Regions from separate parts of the Sus scrofa genome. Here regions 1 and 2 are each linked to region 3. A link is a contact called in public Hi-C data. All regions are on one chromosome and are shown on one strand. Each heading gives the region's core, a stretch centred on a gene start, on an enhancer-like site or on the middle of the called end of the contact. The rest is flanking DNA. Distances are from core to core; before and after follow the strand shown.

Region 1 (4,312 bases), core at 1,687-4,186, 190 kb after region 3:
GAAACAACAATGCCTCCATCTGCTGGACATACCTGAGAATGACACCTGACCCACATGGAGAGCCTAGTTTATTGTCCTGGTGGTGGCCTCTGTAAAGGGCAGCCGAATTCTCTTTTCCTCTGTAACTGAGCAAATCATATTTCAGAGACCAGAAAGCTGCTACTAAATTACCTCTACATAATCCACTCTTCAAAACAACAACAGTAATGAAATCTCTTTCAGCCAACTGCCAGAAATCCTCTTCGTCGGTACCTCTCAGAACATCTTCCAAAACATGAACCCTCTTTCTTCAAATTTTTCAGTGGTTCCCATTGATTATAGAAGCGACTCCATAGGCCTTCTTTTTCTTTCATTTTTTTTTTTTTAACCACACCTGCCTCTCTAGCCGTTCCCCATCCCATACACTCCCTGTTTTTACAGGGCTCTTATCTTACCTGTATCTTCTTCTTCAGTCTTTTTTTTTTTTTTTTTTGGTCTTTTTATGGCCGCATCCACAGCATATGGAAGTTCCCAGCCTACGCCACAGCCACAGCAATGATAGATCTGAGCCTCATCTGCAACCTGCACTGCAGCTTATGGCAATATCAGATCTTTAACCCATGGAATGAGGCCCAGGATCAAACCCTCATCCTCATGGATACTAGTCAGGTTCATGACTGCTGAGCCACAATGGGAACTGTATCTTCTGTCATAGCACCTGGAACTCCCTGCTACATTGCTTAGCTTGCCTGTTTCCTCTGCTACACTCATAGCTCCTGAACCTTTCAGGCTACCTGGAATAGAGCAGGAGTTTGAAGGATGAAAAATGAGAGTGAATTTATTGCCTTAGCTTAAAACACCCCAAAATTTGTTCATCAATTAAATGCACATGTAGCAATCATTGTCAAGCTCCTAGAGCTTAGTGTAATTCTACTTTTAAAATCCTTTTGGAGTTCTCCCTGTGGTGCATTGGAATAAAAATCCAATTGCAGAGGCTCAGGTCATTGCAGAGGCTCGGGTTGATCCCTGGCCTGGTACAGTGGGTTACAGGATCTGGCATTGCCACAGCTGAGGTTCACATCTAACCCCTAACTGGAAACTTCCATATGCCCCAGGTGGGGCCTAAAGAGAAAAAAAAAATGATAGGCTCTCTAAATTTCAGAATATAAATGCATGTCAATTACTTTCAAGTTCAGGTACCAAAGTCAAACTAGAACAGAAAAAATATCACCTAGGTCAGTTTCACCTCACTAACCAGATAAAAATAATATGTAATCAGTACATCAACTCAACATCTTAAAATTGTTAGCCTCAGCCTATTATGTATACAATTTTTTTTTTTTTTTTTTTTTTTTTTGGCTACAGCCATGGCATGTAGAAGTTCCCAGGCCAGGGATCGAATTCGCGCCAACACTCTGCCATGACAACACCAGATCCTTAACCCACTGAGCCACAAGGGAACTCCCTACTGTATAATTTTTGTAAATGAAGGAGACCTCTAAAACATTTGAAATTATCTAACCTAATGAATTGGCATGAAACCTTTTTTCTTGTAATCTTGTGTACACTATTAATTTGTTTATTATTCACCTTCCTTTAATAAATAGAACAGAGATGTTCTAATTCCCTGTTTGTGGACAAATTTTCCAGTTAGAACTGTGAAAACCACTGAGTTTTATTGCAGGGGTCCATGAGGATCCCAAGTTTCATTGCATTTGATAGTTCACAGACAAGCCACTTACCAGGCCATCAGCAACAACTGAATCAGGATCCCCTTGCACCTCCTGTACCTCCAACTCAGCATCTCCAAGAATCACAATGAGGAATCTTCCTGCTTCATTTCTGGGGGCTGAGGAGGCAGTTTGTAGTGGGAACTGGATCCCATTTGTGATAGCCAATTCCTGCGCTTCCATCATGGAAAGACCTAGAACTGGAGAGGGCCAGGAAAATCATCAATTCCCCTCCCTGCCATGCAGCACATGCCCTACACTGTGGGTAGAGGTGTGCACGTGGGGAAGGCTGGCCCCAGGCAGGACTCTATGAACCCACAGGACATTTTCACTGCCATCTTTATCAATTATTATTATTTTTGTCTTTTTTTGCCCCCTCCCACAACAATGGAAGTTTCCAGGCCAGGGATCAAACCTGTGCCACAACAGTGGCAACGCCAGATCCTTAACCTGCTGAGCCACCAGGGAACTCTGTTATTATTTTCCAATTAGAAGAGGGAGAAGAAAAACAAACAAACAAACCAGTCAAGGAGTTCCTGCTGTGGCACAACAGGGTGGATGGTGTCTCTGCAGTGCCAGGACATGGGTTCATCCCCAGCCAGTCACAGTGGATTAAAGGATCCAGCATTGCCACAGCTATGATGTGGGTCACAACTGCGGCTGGCATCTGAGCCCTGGCCCAGGAACTCCATATGCCAAAAAAAGAAAAAAACAAACAAGACAAACAGCCAAGAGGGATGTGGGTGTGTATATTTCTTGGAATCCAGAGGTTGGGGGTGGGGGTGGGGAGTGATCCATCAAAAATGTTTCTAGTACAAAAGCTGGCAAAACAAATCTCTCTCTCTCTCTCTTTTTTTTTTTTTTTTTTTTTAATCTGAACTGTGTAACAGGAGAAATTCTCTCACAAGGGGAGAGTATTCCTGAGCCAAGTTTAGGCCGAGGAAAAATTTTCCAGCTTGTGAGGAACGAAGCTGACGTTACATTAAGGAGGAAAAAAAATAGTGCTGGAGGAAAAGAGGAAGGGGGGAAAAGGCACCAGGCTTCAAACAGAGGAGCTTTAAATTCCAGATGGGACCACAGATCAGAGAGCTAGGAGGCTGCAGCGATTTCTCCGTGGGGCTCCCAGACCCAGTGGACATTTCCTGTTCTGCCCCTGAACGTTCAAGCCAAAACTTTACAAAACATCCTTTTCCCTAGAACCAAGTGTTTGGTTCGGAGACCCACCCCTCCCCACGTCGGTGATCTCAGAGCCTGCCCTCCCCTTCCTTTCTCGGAACCGCTCCCTGATCAGGGGCGTCAGCTTCCCAGCAGAGGTGATGGAGCCACTGTAGCAGGTGGTGCCAATGGGAGAGAGGAGACCCGGGGACCACCGCCTACGAGGTAGGAACGGGGGCTGCGTGTGCTTGGGTTGTCTGACACTTACGGAGCAAAGCAGAGCCCTTGACCTTTAAGCTCGGGCTGGGGGCGTTTTCTTGACGATGGGACAGTGCTGTGGGTGAGTGGACGCCAGGGACGTCAGGCATTTCTTTCCTCTCTTTCTTTCCAATTTTAACTTTAATTCTTGGGTCTCTGGAAGCACTACCTCTTGTTTGCCTTCTGATGTAGAAGTGTTAGGGTAGAATTCTGGGAATTCCCTGACTTCTTTGTTTCTTTTTCTTTTTCCTTTTCTTTTGGTGGGCAAGGAGTCAAGGAGCATTTGTAAATACCTTCAGCTCTGAGTAGATTCAGAGAGAAGTGATCCAAATGGATGCAGAAGGAAAAGGCATTTTCACCTTGGTGAGCTGTGGTCCAGCTGTTTCCCAGGACCTGTGTCCTGCCCACCAAACTCCCTCCTCCTCCCCGCATCATGGGAATACACACCTTGAGCTGTTTCTCAGGTGTGGGGATGTGAGACTGGAGCTCAATGCTACGCCTTTATGGGCAGAGCCCAGGTGCCCTTGGAGACATCCACGTCTGTGGCGGAGCTAACTGGTCAACCCTGAAGGCTGCATGTGGCCCTCGCCATCATTAGGGACATGCCCCAGCAGTTCGTCCCTGAGAGGCTAGCCTTGGCAGCACCTGCTGACACTGAACTGATACAGAGAATGCAGCATGGCTTCTGCACAAGTACTCAGATTTTTATCATAAACGAACCATTTCAAATGCCCCTTCTCTGAACTCCAATGGTCCTTCTCTAGAGCACACATTTTGCTCCTTATGCACCTATCACCTTGCTGTACTGTTCTCTAACAAGCTAAACAAATGAGAGAATGGATGGGATGCATGAGTCGTAATCTATTTCTTGGTGATCTTAAGATAGCAACTAACTCTTGTTGAGCACAGACTGTGTGCCGGCACCATTCTAAAGGTGGTGGGTATTATCATCATCATCCCCATTTTACAGATGGGGAAACTGAGGCTGGAGACACACCTAATAAATGCAGAGGAGGGATCTGTACTGAGGCCAGGCTGCCCTGCTCCAAACCAAGGTGGGGGTTTGACTCTCGGTCCCCATATTCTCCAGCTGCGTGACTTCAGACAAGGTGAATGTCCTCAGCCCGTTTCCTCATCTGTCAAATGAGACAATAATAACCCCAGCTCACAGACGTGTTGTAAGAGATAAA
Region 2 (4,266 bases), core at 363-2,862, 190 kb before region 3:
ATTCTCATTGTGGCTCCGTGGGTTAAGGATCTGGCATTGCTGTGAGCTATGGTATAGGTCACAGATTCGGTTTGGATCCTGCATTGCTGTGGCTGTGGTGTAGGCCACTGGCTCGGCTCTGTTTCCATCCCAAGCCTGGGAACTTCCAAATGCCTTGGGTGCAGCTCCAATTAGACCCCTAGCCTGGGAACCTCCATATGCCACAAGTGCGGCCCTAAAAAGACTAAGTGTTATTAGATAAAGTTGCTAGCAAAACACACACTAACCTTTCTCTAAGGCCACTGTGCTCTTTCCCCGAGAATTTTAAGCAGAGTCTAAAAATGAGGATGTGGGTTCAGTCCCACACTCACCGAGTTAAGGATCTGGTGTTGCTGTGGCTGTGGTGTAGGCTGGCAGCTGCAGCTCTGATTTGACCCCTAGCCTAGGAACTTCCATATGCAGCAGGTGTGGCCCTAAAGAGGAAAAAAAAGAAAATTCTGGCCCTCGGTGACCACTCTGTTGTGGTACACAGACAACTTCCGTACTCTAGACAAATAATCCAGTGCCCTGAGACACACCCAGTGAACCAACTTCTTCTCACAGGTGGAGTACAGGGGTGACAGAATTAGTTTAGGAACACAGGTCAGTGGCTCCCACACACTGAGACTGCAACCCCAGTGAGGGAACCCGTCGTCACCCTTCTCTCAGCACTAAAGGGAGACACCAGCCAGGAGGGCTGGCTCTTACCCAGGCAGGCTTGTTGGCTGTCTGCTGTGTCTGCCTTCTTGAGACATTTGGCCAGGAGGATCAGAGACAGCGGAGAGAGAAATGCAATAACCTGAACCAGAATATGTCAGGGGTTAAAATACAAAAGATAAAATCGCACATAAAACTTCCCACAAGTATGAAAATAGCTCCTACAAGAGAAGGACGGAAGTGAAGGCACAGCTCACCTGTTAGACCTGTTACCCTGCAAATGCAGTGTCCAGTGTCTGTCTGCGCTAAACTGGGCACACAGTACCACCAGGAGCACCCATCACCCGTATACTAAATGACCAGTTACCCCGGGCGCCCTAAAGCGTCCTCAGAACCCGTATCTTGAGCCAGAGTGGATGGGCACCTTGTTCTGTAAATCCGGATCTTAAATACAAAGTTTTAGCACATCAACAAAGGTCATTTTGGAGACAGGATGAGCCCCTCCCACTTCCCAACATTAAACTCGAACGAAGGTCAAAAGGAAGGCTGGTTCTCACGCACAAACATCGGCTTGGTAGGGAAATACTCTGCTTCAAAGTACGGATTCCGATAAAGCCACATCTCCTCGGGTTGGATGAGCCTCTGAAAGGGCGGGAGCAGCTCTGTTACCCTAAAGGGGGAACACAAAGGTGCAGGCGCGTCGGCAGCTTCCCGGAAGCGGGCGGAGCCTGGAGGGGAGGCGGATCTGCTCTCCACCGGGCGGCCGGGGGTTGCGGGGCTGGTCTCCGGGGGTCCGAACCCAAGTCCTTACAGGAAGGCCGCAAACAGCGCGATCCGCACGCCCACCTCGGCCCCCAAGGCCGCTGCCGCCACTTTCCCCATCACTGGATGCGGCTGACGTGGCTGCAGAGAGGAAGGTGCTGGGGTGGTGGCAGCGAAGCTGCACCCGGTGTCAGGGGCGGAGCAAGGCGGGGCGGGGCGTGGGAGAGGGAGGGGCGGAAGTGAAGAATCGCCACTGGCATTCGTCCCCCTCCCGTCACCTCGTGGTTTCCAGACTTAGTACTTTGCAGAGGCCCGGGCCTTCCCTCCGTGGAAGCCACGCAGACCCCACGTTTCCGGATCCAAGTGTCTTAGCAGCGTAGCACATTAGCACGTGGCTCCCTCCGTACACCGCTCGGGAGCCGCCGGCTGTAGGCCTTGCTGGCTGGGCTGGACTTTCTGGGTGTTTCAACCCCCTCACTCCCCGCCCCGGCCCAGAATGGCCTCTTGCCCATTGAGTTGCAGCAAGAACTTACAGGCAATGAATAAGTCCACATGTTTAATTTGGAACATACAGGACAATTTATTTAAGTCGGTCTCCAAGCAAAATCTGAAATCAGTGGAATGTCATTAAAAACCTTTCCAAATTAATCCTCACGGAAGCAAAAAACACATTTGAATTCCAAAGTATTTGTAAAATAAAAAAGGGCAACATCTCAGTAAATATACAAAAATTATATGTTCCTACCAGCACGCACAGTAGTAAGAAGCTTAAATATTACAAGCAATCCTAAATATACTATAACTGGTCAACAATAAGCTATCTATATACAGGTTAACCAAGCTTTACACATTTCACACTATGCAATAAAACATAGGCCAATCAACAAAATCCCCAAAATATCATATATCTTGAAGTCTATGTGGCAACATCAAGTCATTATACAGTAATGCCCTAGTGAACCCCCCAGGGAGAATGAACACCAATCCCTTAGTGTCAGGAGCTTCTAGCCAAGTCACAGAAACTCAAAAGAGATTGACTTTAGTGAATATTGATGCTTTGTTATTAAAGACTCAAGTCTCAAGTGATTTAGGCAAAATAACATTTCACAGGATCTACAAAGTTTATTACAGATAAAGTACAGAAATAACCAATCTACAAAGGTCATTATAGATAAAGATCACGAGGAAATGAAAACAGAATCTGTAGGTATCTGTGTTTGTTGTGCAATATCACAAGTGGATACAAATGAATTTCTCATATCAATTCCAATTTTGCACACACCCTTGTATATAAAAAGAACCTTATTAGCCAGTTATAATCTTCACTTAGCATCGTGGTTATTGGTGGCAATGTGATTTTCTTTTTTGACAAAGGGTATGTGACAGCACAATGAGATAAAGAGCAGTATTAGTGACAACAAAGTAAAAGTGAATTTTATCCAGTCCACTTCTAAACTGTCAAGGATACCACATAAATCCCTCACCGAGGTAATCTGCTGGATACGGAGAGCCACCCGCACACAGCGGAGCTCTGTGGAGGTCGGGATAGGAGCTCGGGCCCCAGGGCGCTTTCTGGCCAATGAGCAGATGCACTGATGCCACACAGGCAAACTAAGGACCGAAGAAATGACTTTGGCAACTATTCATCTTTTCCCTTTTTTTCTTACATGTTAATGACTTGGAGAGGCTACCAAAGGAAGGTAATTCTCTTCCTCTCCCCTTCATACATTAAGTGCCACAAGCATCTGAACTTGTCACTTAAGCAATGGACTGAAAGAGGAAAGAACGGAAATAGGCTTGAAACACACAGGCTACACACACCCAGCATTTCAGGAGTGTAACATTAAGTGCAAATTTCTGTTTTTTTCCCTACACAGGCGTATAATGAAAAGGAAAGAAAAGGTGCTTGGGGATAGGGTTGACAAAATGACAAAAGAAAGAACAGACACAGGGAATCCTTGTGTAAGTGCTGCTGGTATTTCATGCAGGAGCCTCTTCCCCAAGCATGTGCACTGAATCCGGCCGTGCTGTGAGCCGCCTGCGGGGCTCCCCTTTCACCCACGCCAGAGGGGGTAAGAGACAAAACAGGATACAAACAATGCTCGCTACTTCATAAGTTTTAAAAGAACTGTAAAATAAGGAGAATCTGAGGAGTTTCAAGTACTTAAAAAACCTGAATTCAATGAGGCAGAGGTCTCAATGTTAAAGTGACGACTTCGTACCTGTGGTAAACATCATCATTCCCCCCCGCCCCCCCCTCCCCCCCGCATAACCCCCCTTCTCCCTGAACCCCACCCCAGATAAGAGCTGGTAGACTTCAGTATATACAATTTCCAACTCTTCCGTATTTGTCAATTCATGGCAAAGCTGTCTAATTACATCTCTTCCCGAGCCTGTCTGAAAATGAAGTGAGTTCTACTCCTTGTTTACAAATAACCCAAGACGGATTCAAGGTGGCCCAAGGCCAAAGCAAATGATCACATCTGCGGCAGCCGGGACAACTAGCGGCCTAGACAGATCAGCCTTTTAGGAAGTCATTCAAGTCTAATTCACACCGCCCAACGATACAGCAACTCCCCCGTGTCACTGTACCTCACAGATGTGAGCTGTCCCAGCTGTAAGGACTCCGTGGTGACTGGCTCTCATCCTGGCAGGACAAGGCATGCGGCAGCACCTTGACTGTAAGGTGACTGCTATAAAGAGCTTTATGTTTAAAATGCGACGAAGGACAAACAACAAGTCCCCCGTGGTCCCGAGACCGTGTCCCACCCAGCTGGCCCGTTTCCAAACTGCAGACCCGGATCTGACCCTGACTGGAGCTACTCAAGG
Region 3 (4,266 bases), core at 433-2,932:
TGAAGGGACGAGAATGCCAGGCTTTGGTTCTAGAAACTTCCGTCAGGGCCAGTTCTGGGTCAGACCAATGGCCAGAGAGGCGACCTTTAGGAGATGTACCCACTTTCTACCCACCCACCCAGACCTTGGCCCCATCTCCGGCGGATGCCGCTTTCCCGCAGCAGCCAAAAAGCAGCACCAACAGATCCTAAATAACTTGGGATCCACGGTAACTTCTTAAAGAGCGAGGTGGTAAGGACAAGTTGTAGAATACCAGTTTTAAGCTTGGGGAGGGGGGACAGGGGAGGGGGGAAGAAGAGGGATGTTAATGTGGCTGCGGTGTACCCGTGTGGGGTGAAACGGAACCAGATGCGGCGGCTACATCTGGAAAATGGGGGGGGGGTGTTGGGAGGGGGAAGACATCGCAGAAACTTTGGAAAGGGCTAAAGCTGCTGGGCCCAGAAGGGAGAAGCAGTCTTCATCACTCCCCGCCCCCCAACCCCAAGGCGTCTGGCTGCCTTCACAGGATATGTGTTCAATGAACCCCATCTACAACGTCAATAAATTCCTCTGCAAATGAGAGTTCGAGCCCCCCGCCCCAATCCCAAACATAACGGGAAAGGGGAACGGGGGCAGAAGGGTTCTGCGCCAGAGAAGCAACATGCATCGCTGCCGAGTGATCCGCACCGGACAAAACCCTCATCCCTTCCCCCACCTCCTAAGAACCAGATTGGAACGAACATTCCCCTCCCCACCCCACCTCCGACCCCATAATGAGGCTTAACATCACCCGCTGGGCGCGCTCCCCTTCCTCAAACTTCCGACCCTTTCAGAGATGGACTAAGGAGAAGATAACCCGCCTCTGGAAAAGGGAATTCCTTTCTCGCTCTCCGCTAAAGCAGATTCAGCCATTTGGTGACGACACCTCCTTAAAACCTATTCGAAAAGAAGCTAACCTACCCCTCCACTTCCTTCCCTCTTCAGGCCCCCAGCCGCCCACCCACCCGCAACCGCGACCCCGGACTTGCCCGGAGGTGGAAAAGGACTTCAAAATACCCCGGATTTTCAGCCTTTCACCCACAGCTACCTGCTGGATTGGGGTGAGTCCCCATGGGTGGATTAAAAAGAGATGGAGTGGAATGCAACACACACGCACACGCACAGGCACACACACCCCTCGCTGCCCATTCCCGCCCGCCTCCCCAGTCCCAGGAAACCCAGGCCCGCCGCCGCCTCGGTCCCGGCCCTGTCCTTCTCCGGACTCACCGCGGAGCCGCTGCCGCCTCACCAGCTCCTCAGCGCGAGTTGGCGGAAAAGTTGGGCGGCAGGAGGAGCAGCGGGACGAGCGCGGGGAGGGGGCGCAGAAGGCGACGCGAACGGAGTGAAGGGAGGGGAGACAAAAGGGGGGCGCCGGGCGCTGGGGAGGGAGCCGGGGGTGGAGGGGGGCGGGTAACGAGTGGAGGGAGGCGCCGGACCCGACTGGGCTGCGGCGGGGAGAGTGCGCAGCCGGCGGGCTCCAGCGCCGGGGGCCGCTCGGGACGCCGAGCCCGCCCCGGATCTGGGGGCGCCGAGGCTCTTACCTCACTGGGCTCGGCGATTCCGCCTCTGGAGAGTCCGCCGTGGCTTGTGCGGGCGGGCGGGCGCCCGCGTCCTCGGCTCCGGCCCGCCGCCCCCGGGCTCCGCTCCGGTCCTGGCGGGGCCGCGATAGCCCCGCGGCGGGCGCTCGACTCTCGGTGGCGCTCGGGGCTCGGCGCCTCCAGCCCGGGCGGGAACAATGGAGCCGAAGCTGGTGCCCCGGAGGCGGGGCGGGGGGAGGGCTCCCGTCCGCCGCCCGGGGTCTCCAGACCCCGTGGCCCCCCTCTCCAGCACCGGGCGGCGGCCCTCAAGCTTCTGGCAGACCGGGCTCCATCGCCCTGCCGGGGCCCCGGCGCCGCGGCGTGCCGACTGCCGCACTGGTCCCGTGCGCCCCGCGGGGCGCCCCCGGACCGGAGAAAAGTCCTCAGGCTCCGCGGCTCTCCTAGATGCAGCGCGCGCCCGCGGCCAGGGAAGGCGAGGTCGCCGCAATGCGCTAAACTGAGTCTCGGTCCTGCCCGGACGTCGCCGCCCAGCTCCGGGCACAGCCCGAGCTCCTCCGCGCGCCGCGGCTGGAGCAGAGTTGGGGCTCCCGCTTGTCGCCGCCCGCTGCCGGGGCCGCCGCACCAGTGCCCGCAGGAGCGCTCCGAGCGCTGTGCGCCGGCGAGGCGCGAGGGCTCACTCTCTCTCTCTCACCCCGCGCTGGTCCCACCTCCTCCTCCTCCCCCTGCAGCTGCCTGCTGGGCCTTGTAGTTCTGAGCCCCGGCCCCCGAGAAGGGGGAGCGGGCCGGGTCTCCAGGTACTCCGCTGCTCCTTTCCTGCGTTCTGGCTTCCTTCGGCTCGCGTGGCCCTCCACCTGAGCACCGCCGGCAGGGCGCCCGAATTTCGAGCAGTGGACAGATGAGCAGTTGGGGGATGAGGTGGGGAGACGCTGTAGCCCTGAAGTTGCACGTGGTAGCATCCGCTGTGGAGTCCGCGCCAGGAGGTAACGGTTTTCTTGCTCCACACCTCAGTCTTCTCATCTGTAAAAGGGGGATAATAGTACTTTCCATACACAGTTGAAGATTAAATGAGGGCACCTAGTAACTCAGTAAACCCAAGCTTCCAAGTTGCTCCCCCCACTTTTTCATATGAAGTTCCGGAGTCCAGTGGGATCCAGGTGGAGCTGCATCTGCAGGCCTACACCACAGGCAGCGCAACAGCAGATCCCAGCCTCATCTGCGACCTTCCCCGGACTTGCAGCAAGGCCGGATTCTTAACACACTGAGTAGGCCAGGGATCAAACCTGCATCCTCTCAGACACTAGGTTTGGTTCTTAACACGTTGAGCCACAAGGGGAACTCCCCAAGCTGCTTTTATGGAAAGGGTCCCTCTTCAGACCCTTCTCTTCCATCTTACTTTCCCCAGTCATATAGCTTAGGTTGTGTGGTCCACAGGGGCTTGGGCTTCTAAATTCTACAGCATCATTCTTGGCCTTGAGAAGTCTTCAGCCTGCAGTGAAGGTTTTAGAAGTAAAGAGTGAGCACGCAAGGGTTGGGGTGGGGTGGGGGGTGGGGAGTTGGAGGTGTTGTTGCTTTGGAAATTAATCAGAGCCCACTGGGAGCACACTGCTCCAGTACTTTATGGAACCCTAGGAAAAGTGGCTAAAATGACTTTTCCCCTGGGTCCTTCTGCAGAGTGGTATCCTCTAGTGGTTCCCTAATCTAAATGAACATCAGTCCTCTGGGGAAGTTCTGAAAAATGCAAATTCTTGGACCTGCTCAGACTTGAGGAATCAGGCTATCCCAGGAAGTAAAGAGTCTATTATATTTTTTCTCTGGCTACCATGGTGTCAGGTAGGGGACAGTGGCAGGGGGTGAAGTATGGCACCTTAGGTATGAAAGACACCTCCATTTTAGTCCCCTGCTTATGAACGGTATGATTTTGAATAAATCGTGCATCTGAAAAAGATCAAGACTTGTTGACATATTTCCCCCCGTTTGGTTGAGACACCCTCACAAAGTTGTCACCAGAATCAAATAAATTAATGGATGTTAGTGCAGCAAAAACATTACTTGTGGTATAAAGTTTCTATATAAGTTCATGGTAGAGACTGTTCCCTCATGCTCACCCCACCTAAAGCCACAAGGTTGTGGAAGCTCAAAAGCTGAACAAGATAACCTTGTCCCCTAATTTAAGGAAAGAGTTTCCAGGTTATTTCTGGTGAAATAATAGTGACCACCACTGTGTTATACACATCCTAGGAACTCAATAAATGTTTATTGACAGCATGGAGAATAAATAAATAGATACTTATCAAAGAATGAATGAGTGAATGAATTTGAAACTAAATAAAAAGCAGGAACTCACATATCTGTGGAATAAATTGACTTCAGTCATTGTTCACAGGGTTCTCTCCCCTATAAGCTCCTCCCTCCACCCTTCAACCCTTCTGCTTCTGATTAGGCTCTATTTATCCTCCCATATACACTGCCCATCCATTAGGCCTCTTTCATTTTATTTATTTATTTGTTTATTTATTTGGCCACACCATCGGCATGTGGAAGTTCCCAGGCCAGGGATCAAACCTGAGCCACAGCAGTGAAAATGCCGAATCCTTAACTGCTAGGCCACCAGGGAACTCCCGGCCTCCTTCATTTTAAGTAATGCTCATTCTAGGCCTGTAAGAAGGCCAGCCTCACACCCCATCACCATTGGCCTTTCCAGACAATCCCA

What was found. A called contact is a pair of places that touch in the nucleus more often than the background predicts.
Region 1: a Hi-C map of subcutaneous adipose tissue shows a contact between it and region 3, with 1.9 times the contacts expected there. The contact joins the promoter of TACC1 here to the promoter of FGFR1 in region 3. A contact is called at or near these places in 2 of 5 promoter capture datasets (fetal skeletal muscle and liver), 6 of 47 Hi-C or Micro-C datasets (embryonic fibroblasts, epiblast stem cells, mesenteric adipose tissue and 3 more) and 1 of 2 datasets of contacts at active chromatin or transcription factors (skeletal muscle).
Region 2: a contact with region 3 is called in a Hi-C map of embryonic fibroblasts, with 2.0 times the contacts expected there. The contact joins the promoter of PLPP5 here to the promoter of FGFR1 in region 3. A contact is called at or near these places in 3 of 47 Hi-C or Micro-C datasets (embryonic fibroblasts, fibroblasts and heart right ventricle).

What each region holds. Positions count from the first base shown.
Region 1 is chr15:47,859,728-47,864,039 of Sscrofa11.1, reverse strand. It overlaps TACC1 (transforming acidic coiled-coil-containing protein 1), which reads left to right and starts at 2,936. Exons shown (of 15, transcript XM_021075676.1): 1 at 2,936-3,089. The coding sequence starts at 3,053. LOC106506224 (a long non-coding RNA gene) reads right to left here and starts at 2,271. Exons shown (of 4, transcript XR_001301395.2): 1 at 2,232-2,271; 2 at 1,722-1,909; 3 at 33-125.
Region 2 is chr15:48,243,400-48,247,665 of Sscrofa11.1, reverse strand. It overlaps PLPP5 (phospholipid phosphatase 5), which reads right to left and starts at 1,612. Exons shown (of 8, transcript XM_005671771.3): 1 at 1,487-1,612; 2 at 1,237-1,345; 3 at 727-817. The coding sequence starts at 1,557. It overlaps NSD3 (histone-lysine N-methyltransferase NSD3), which reads right to left. Exons shown (of 24, transcript XM_021075908.1): 24 at 1,993-4,266. All of the region lies in intron 15 of DDHD2 (phospholipase DDHD2), which reads left to right.
Region 3 is chr15:48,051,311-48,055,576 of Sscrofa11.1, reverse strand. FGFR1 (fibroblast growth factor receptor 1) reads right to left here and starts at 1,682. Exons shown (of 20, transcript XM_005671767.3): 1 at 1,560-1,682.